Linked DNA regions of Sus scrofa: region 1 is linked to region 2. A link is a contact called in public promoter capture Hi-C data. All regions are on one chromosome and are shown on one strand. Each heading gives the region's core, a stretch centred on a gene start, on an enhancer-like site or on the middle of the called end of the contact. The rest is flanking DNA. Distances are from core to core; before and after follow the strand shown. Region 1 holds the start of TDRD3 (tudor domain-containing protein 3). Region 2 holds the start of DIAPH3 (protein diaphanous homolog 3).

What was found. Promoter capture Hi-C pulls out the DNA fragments that hold promoters and counts their contacts.
Region 1: a contact with region 2 is called in a promoter capture Hi-C map of fetal liver, with 2.7 times the contacts expected there. The contact joins the promoter of TDRD3 here to the promoter of DIAPH3 in region 2. A contact is called at or near these places in 1 of 5 promoter capture datasets (fetal liver), 3 of 47 Hi-C or Micro-C datasets (embryonic fibroblasts, heart right ventricle and skeletal muscle) and 1 of 2 datasets of contacts at active chromatin or transcription factors (alveolar macrophages).

The regions. Positions count from the first base shown.
Region 1 is chr11:33,256,064-33,260,178 of Sscrofa11.1, forward strand. TDRD3 (tudor domain-containing protein 3) reads left to right here and starts at 1,493. Exons shown (of 14, transcript XM_005668459.3): 1 at 1,493-2,426. The coding sequence starts at 2,386.
Region 2 is chr11:32,992,953-32,996,982 of Sscrofa11.1, forward strand. DIAPH3 (protein diaphanous homolog 3) reads right to left here and starts at 1,902. Exons shown (of 28, transcript XM_021065648.1): 1 at 1,535-1,902. The coding sequence starts at 1,702.

The DNA.
Region 1 (4,115 bases), core at 243-2,742, 260 kb after region 2:
TTAGCATTCTCTTATGGACTTGTTCAAATCATTTGTAATTGAGTTGAAGAATGGTCATTTTCTCATTCTATTGTTCTACATTTATTTTAAAGTACACCTTTCAAAGAAAAGTTTTTAACCTTTATTAATAATATTATTATTACTTTTTATGGCCACAACTGCAGCATATGTAAGTTCCTGGGCTAGGGATCCAATAGGAGCTGCAGCTGAGGTCTATGCCACAACCATGGCGATAATGGATTGGAGCTGAATCTGCTACCGAGGCCACAGCTTACCACAATGCTGGATTCTTAACACACTGAATGGGGCAAGGAGAAAACCCGCATCCCTCTGGAGACTACATGGGCTCCTTAACCCGCTGAGCCACAATGCCTCTGGTTTTGTTTTATTTTCATGTTTACGGAGTATGTGAGTAAATATATCATAAATAGCGTGAAGATTGAACAGCTTATATCTCAAATTCCTGCATTTGGAATCATCAACCCATTTTTAAAATCACTTCCTAGAATAAGGGAATTTAGTGCTTTGTGGAACATTTTATTAAAGTTATTGTAAATACCATACAATGGTAAATTTTTCTTGTATACATTGCATGCGAGACCAAATGTATAAAGGCTTTGCATTTAACCAGTGAAGAATTCTGATGATTGGGACAACATATAACTTTCACAGTTAACATGTTACAGTAATCGCATAAAGTAGGTGGTTAAGAGAAGACTCTAACAACCAATAAAAATTATTAGCAATTCAATTTTGACTCATCTGTTTATCATCAAAACAATATCTTCCTGACTCCTGGATATTTTAGTTGTGCCTATAAATTGAAATAGACTTGTAGCATATGTATAGCTTAAACATTGTGTACTAAAGCAAAGTGTAGGCTGCAGTTATTTCTGATTCTAAAAGTGGTTGGAAATATGTTTCATTAAAATCAGTATCTAAGTAACGTGCTTGGACACACATTTCAACAGCATCAAAGCAAAGCATCGTGATTTTAAAACTATGTCTTTTAGGAGGCCCAACCAGAATACCCTAGTTGAAATAATAATAAAAAAAATGTATTAAGGAAATTTAGCTCCACCCAGGATAACTATTCTCTTCCTTCTGTAACTGACAATTTTCTCCCTGGTCCAAGAGCGGCTCTGCCCAGTTTCGCAGTCTCTGTTAGAAGTCCGTGTGGGTGATGAAACAAATGAGGCAGCCGTGGCTATGCGTCCAAGGTTTCAACAGCTTCCAGACGAGGGCCACAACTATTCGGAAAAACCCTTCTTTCCATCAGCCACAGCCCTAAAAGACCCCGGAGGGCGGAGCAAACGTTCAAGGCGCGTCTTCCGAGTCCACCGCCCCGTCTGCCTGTTCCTCCGATTGGCTGGCGTGGATCTTGATTACCCAATCACTTTGCAGCGTCTGCTGCGCCGCTCAGCGACGCTGCTGCGCATGCCCACTGGGGACCCGCTCCTACGTTTCGGTCCTCTGGAGAACCAGGGAAGGGCACCGGCAAGGGGCCCGGCAGAAACTAGGCCTGGCAGTGTGCATGCCAACGTCAGAGGGCCGCGCCGGGACGTGGCCCAGCCCAGTGGGAGAGCGGCAGGAAAAACAAGCACCGACACAACTGTCCTATTTCCCCATATCCCTTAAGTGCAGGTTTTCTCGAATTGACCCACTTACTTTCATTGTGGTGTGGGACCTGGACAGTCCGATTTGCCTGTGGGGAACCGAAAAAAATCCAATTATATTTGCATCCGGGGCAGATGGAAAAGTCGAGTGAAGTGGAGCGAATATTGATAAGAAAGTAAACTTTTCTTCTGTGTAGACTGAGCTGGAACACCCTTACAGTTTCACTGTACTAAACGTGGCCTTATTAGCGCCAAACTGGAAGCGCTTTCCCGCCATCGCCCGTGCGTCTCAGGTCTAGTGTTGTCCTGCCCTCTCGGAGGTGGCCGCCTGTCGGCGCTGGAAAGGCGGGCTCTCTACTGTACAAAGAACCGCCCCACTAGTCTCCGAGGTGTGCAACTCAGAAAAGTGACCCCGAACAAAAAGCAGCCGGCCTTCGGTGGAGGGGCCGCCCCATGCTCCGGGCCCGACAAAACTGGCCCAGACGTGCAGACCCCGGCCAGTCTTCTGCAGATCACCGCCTCCGGCGCGCTGCAGCTTCGCAGCCCAAGCCGGGCAGGCCTCCGCGGCCGCTCGGAAAACGCGGCCAGCGGAACCCGCACGCGGAAGCGCCCGGCGCACTGAGCATGCCCAGTTGCAGAGCCGACCAGAGGAGTTTTTTTCTTTTCTTTTCTTTCTTTTTTCTTTTTCTTTTTTTTTTTGGTCTCAAGTAGCAGACCTCCCCCCAACCCCCACCTGAGCCCCCCACCACCCCCGGCCTAAGCAGCTACCATGGCCGACGTCTCCAGCGCGGCGTTGTCCCAGGCGGGTTGGTAAGTGGCGAGTGCCGCCGGCCGCGGGCGCGGGCCGGGGCCCGAGGAGGGTTGGGGTTGGGGGCGGTGGGGTGCGTGTCGGGGTAGGCGGAGGCCGCCGCCCGCCCCCGGCCTCTCCGAGGGAACCTCCGGGACGGCTCCGCCCCCGGCGCCACGCGGAGCGAGCGAGTCCCCCAGCTCCCTTTGGGGCGGCGGCGGCGCGGCCTGGGCCCTGGGTGGCGGGAGACGGGCTGGGGAGAGGCCGGGGGCAGGCGGGCAGGGCGGCTGGGCTGGCGGCGGCGCAGGCCCGAGCCGAGCCTTCTGGTGGGACCCGCAGCGCCGTCTTGCCCCTCCGGGGGTGTTGCTCCGGCGGGACCTGGGGAGGCGAGGGCTGGAGAACCGAGTGCGGCGGAGAGGGACGAGCGCGGCCAGAGCCCGCCGACCCGCGGGAAGTTGAGGGCAGGGCAGAGCACAGCCCAAGCTGGTGGCGGGCCCCCTCTCGGTTCTCTTTATTCCAAAGTAAGGTACCGAACGCGGGGAAGCTGCCCTCCAGCTGCCCTCCGGAGCACACACACAACTTCTAAAGCTAAGAATGACCGCGTTGTCAACCCGTGTGGATGCTCCGTAGAACTTTTCTTGAAAGGATGGCGATATTCTGATTTAAAGATGTTTCATGTCAAGATTTTGGGACCTGAAACCAACTAAAAATTATGTGAAATTAAGCAGTTTCTGGAACTTCGGCCTTTAGGGTTTTAAACATCCAGTTTAATTTAGTAACGCTTTACCAGGCCTGCAGAGGCGCAGTCTGGGATGAGGAATGAGAAGGAGGTTGAAAAAGATTTGCCTCTGCTCTCTGGAAGTTCACTATCTTAGTGAAAAGAGGAGAGAGGGAGGCATTAAAACAACAAACACAAAAACAGGGGAAATTGTTCACAATTTCCAGAGAAGCAAAGGTGGTATGGAATTGGAGAGGAAGGAGAGTTAATTTCCTAGAGAAGTGGATTTTGAAAGATGGTGAGGAAAAGCTTTCTAGATCCAGAGTCGCTGGAGACTGAGGGACAGAAGTAGGAAAGTGCTTATGGTGTGCAGAACTGACATTAGATCCCTCTGGTGCCTGGAAATAGAAAGGTGTCCAATGAGGATTGAGACCTTAAAGTTTGAGGGCCAGATTATGGAGGTTTCAAGTGCCTAAAGGATGGATTTGATTTCGTGAGTAAAGTTAGAGTGCTACAGCTTTGTTTTGAAGAGGCTACTCCTGGCATTACAGGCACCTTACTTTACAGGCCTTGGAGATTGGGGCACCGAACTGTTAAAAAAAATGACTTAGCTGGAAAGTGATGGAGTTGAATGGTGAGCATAGTGGGCTGGTTCCCAATCTGGTGCTTTTAACCTTTGTTGTTCTTACGGTTTTTGTGTAGAGCACTATTAGCATAACAAACTGTGGAGTTGAAAACTCACCCTTTTAAGTTTTGTTTTTGTTTTTTGAACTGGAATTTCTGTATTCGGTTTTTTACCTCACAAGGTTGCCTTGAATAATCTTGAATCCCCTCTATTTGAGGTTTTTTTTTTTTTTCATTCTTTCCCATTGACCTTTAGTTCTTCAAACTAGTTGTGTGATTTCATTTATAGACAGTCTTTTACTGCTTTCTGGTATGATCCTATCTGTGTTAGAAAGGCTAACCTCATTATTTTGGTTCCAAACACATAGTA
Region 2 (4,030 bases), core at 652-3,151:
CACGAGATTACAAAGAATCCAAATTATTTCTAAATTAAAGTCATAATTTAAATCAGAGCACTATCTGAAAACACACAGTATTTTAAATGTGTTTATTGGTTAGGGCTTAGAAGTATTATCTTTAGATATCTTTTCGTCTTTACAACAAGGCTTTTAACATACCTAAGAAATGAAAAACAGCACAGACAACTAGAATTCACATCTCCTAATATATCCTTCAGGAAAACTAAACCTAAAAATTTAGGTTCTGTTTTCATGACTTCTTTGCTAGAATGAGTGAAAGAAAAACATCATGCCTCATGTGTTCTGGAGCACAGGAGTCAGAAACAAAATGGAATGACATTAACCCAGAGAATACACTATAAAAAGAAGAAAAGTCACTGCCCAGAGGATTCTGCTCACGTGGGGTAGAATCTTTCATTGCCAATTTAACCCTACCTTATTTATTCCTCAGCTCTGTCAAGATAACTATCAATAACATAGTTGATCCCCTGCAAAATTTCACCATTCCTATAGCATCTCAATACTTAACTTTGTGTAATTAATCCACATTGTCCCTCATTTTCAGTATTCTGAAATATCTCATAGCTCTGTTCTCCATTTTATTCATCTATCATTATTATTAACTGTGATATGTAGCTACTCACTCCTCCACAAGCCTTTATTTCCTTAGTTTGTGTATCCTGAATTACATTCCCAACAACTTCCATTTGTTCACAGAAGGCACACGCTGAACTGTAAAATTTCACTAAAAACAAAAATGTTTTTCTATATTCCTAGGTAAAATGGAGGGATCAGTATTAAATTTTCAATTCTGTTACTCTCACCCCAAATCTATCAACCTGCTATGTGACATGTTTATTTACACACACACACACACACACACACACAATCTTCATTGCCTATTCTTTCACTACTTTATGCCAACAAAAAAACTGGCAAGGAGCTAATCACCACACCTCCCTTGACTGTTACAGTGAGTAAGAGAAGCAACCAGAATAGCGGGTTTCTAATACTTCGACTTCTTTCCCTTTTAAACAAAACATTCTTTAGCAATGACCACATGGCCCGCCAAGTTTTAAAACCGGCAGTTTCAACTTGGAAAATTATAATCTACTTCTAAAAGTTCTTCTTGGATTAAAATATTAAGCAGAAAAAGAAATACTCTCACCTAAGAATTCACTTCGATATTATCTCATACCCTCAGGCGCTAGGCGGGGGAAGGACAAGTTTAACCTAAAATATGCAAAGCCCACCTAGGTGACGTCAATACATTTGAACTGCTTCTCGCGTCAGCCTTAAAAAATTGGGAGCCCCACAATGATCAGTGTATTTTTCAAAGGATCCAAATAGAATTGGACCCTGCCGTCGTAAATCTATGAAGAGAATGGCAGCTCTGAAAATCTAGAACAAAATGTAGCCCCCACATAGGCCCTGTGAACCCACCCACGCTGTCAGCCTGGTCAGAAGGACCAGGGATTGAGCCCAGATGCACGGAAAGAGCTGCCCGACCCCACCACCAGGCCAAACTTACAAACTTGGGGCGTTTCTCTCCCGGCTCCTCGCGGCCGCCAGACGGGGGAGGGTGCTGGGGACCCTTCCTGCGAGGCATCTTGCCTTCCCGGCAGCTGCGGAGCGAGGCGGAGGAGGGGTAGGGAGCCTCAGCCGCCGGGTGGTGCTGCCGTGGCCGGTGCCGATCCATGCTTCCCCGCAGCTCTGGAGCGACAGGAGAGGAAAGAAGGCAGGAGCTTTGCCAGCCACGTGAGGGAGCCCAGGGGTCCCTGGCGGACTCGTCTTCCGGATCCCACCGCCCAAGCAGCCAGCCAGGTTCAGCCCAACCGCTGCTTCCCGGGGCCGCCGCCAGCACATCCGAAAACTCCCGCCTGTCGCGGACCGCCGGGACCAGCCAATCCCGCGCCGCGCGGTCAGTGACACTCCCGGGGACCGCCCCTTCCGGGCAAAGAGAAATGTGATTGGCTGTGCTGGCCGTTCGTAGGCAGCTCGAGCCTCGGGCGGTTCATGCAATTCTTTGAGGGCACAGGGTGGGATCAGGTTTGGGGAAGCGGGAAGAATTGATCGGGAGGAAGCCTGTCCGGGTTTTTTTGTTTGTTTGTTTGTTTGTTTGGGTTTTTTTTTTTTTTATTTGAAGAACGGATTCCTGATAACTTGGGAGGCAGGCAAGATCCGCCCTGCACCACCATTTGAACAGCGCTGGGATGTGCAACCATCTGCGAACCCTCCATGCACGTCTTGGGATGCAGCGTGTGACGACCACCTGGAAAAGTAGTTCTGGAATCTGTACTTGAAGGGGTGCCAGGAGGGAGAGAACCACAGCACCCAAGATGCTCCTAAAGGGTGCCCTCTCGACAGATTGCCAGAGCGCCTGCTGGACGCCTTAGTGCTGGGAGCCCGCCCAGAGGTGGCAGAGGCAGCCACCACCTTAAGGAGCTCACAGTCTACTGTGCTTTGCAAATCCTTACACAAACAACAAAATAATGTAGTTGTTATAGCAGTTATTTTTAAATTTAATTGAGAACAAAGGGAGAGAGATTAAGTGTGAAGGAGGAGATTCGGAAAGAAGAGAGGAAGGATGCAAAGATTTTCTTGGAAAAAAAAAAAAAGAGTCGTGGGGCCTTCCGATAAAAGGCATTACAGGCAGGAGCCAAGGCAAGAGAAGTCGAGAGCAAAGAGTTGAAAAACTTAAAGGGCATGTAATGAAGTGCCTTGAGCTGAAAGCATTCAGAAGAGTTTATTGTGTATAGCCAAGGTCAAGCTACAAGGCCAAAGCAGTTTTCCCACACATAAGTGTGCTTTCTTTCCCCCTTAAAAGCAGTCTTTCTGTTTGAACTATTTCCTTAAGCTTCCACCTTCTGACTACATGGAGGTGGTGTGGGTAAACATGCAGTACTGATTTCAGTACTTAGAAACAACTCCAGGAACTCAGGAGTTTATCACAGAGGTTGAGAAAATGAGCCTTAGTTTCAAGTAAGTCTCCACTCTACAGTTTTCAGGGGTTTTTTAGTTTTTGAATATTCATTTCTTTTTACTGTACCAAACTTTCTGTGCTAGTCCCTGTCCTTAAAGAGCACCTGATCTTTAGAGGAAAGATGAGAAAAACAGAAAGGTCAGGAGAACTGCAAGTATTTCCTACATGGACCTACGTATTTTCTGCTTACCATTAGATCAAAATGGGGTTATTTACTAGGTATGTGATGGGGGGGTGATGTTAAAATTTCTTTCTTTGCCTTTCCATCTGCAGAAGCAGAGGGTAATAGTACCTAACTAACAGAAATCCTGTCAGGCTTAAATAAGAGAGCATATGTAAGGTTCTTAGCAATGTCTGTGAAAGCCCCTCCCACCAAAGACCACCAGGAAAAACACCTGTAGTTGAAAAGTAGAGGTTATCACTCCTAAGGAATGAGAACCTGCCCTGTGGAGAACATGGGGTTTCTCAGTAAGAGGCTTAAGTCCCAACAGGACTTAAAGTACTTGACCTTTGGGTGAGATGATTTTGGAAGACTCCTCCAAAGTAAAGTGAGAAGAGTTACTCTGGTTTTCAGTGCTGCCAGGGATTGGGGGCAGATCAGTAATTGGGTATCTTAGTAAATCCTATGTAGAAGGATGGCAGGCTAAAGAATGAAGCAAAAGCTGACAAAGGAGAAGCAGTTATTCCTAGTCTATTGTGATTTGGCCACTATTCTGTGTGATTGGTTGTGTCCATGAGAAAAAAAGGGCCTCTCTGCGAGTGACAGGCCAGCTTCTAAAAACACTGAGGCCCAGCTAGAAGTGGCAACTAGTTCCCTAATGTCAAGGACTGCTCTTTTCTTTCTCAGGCACTTGGCATGTAGAAGGTATTAAGTAAGCAGGAGCTACTATAATTAATTTTCAAGCTTTACATAGAATACTCAAATTTATTTATTTATTTATTTACTTATTTATTTTCTTTTTATGGCCACACCTGCAGCATATGGAATTTCCCAGGCTAGGGGTAGAGTCAGAGCTGCAGTGGCTGGCCCATGCCACAGTCACA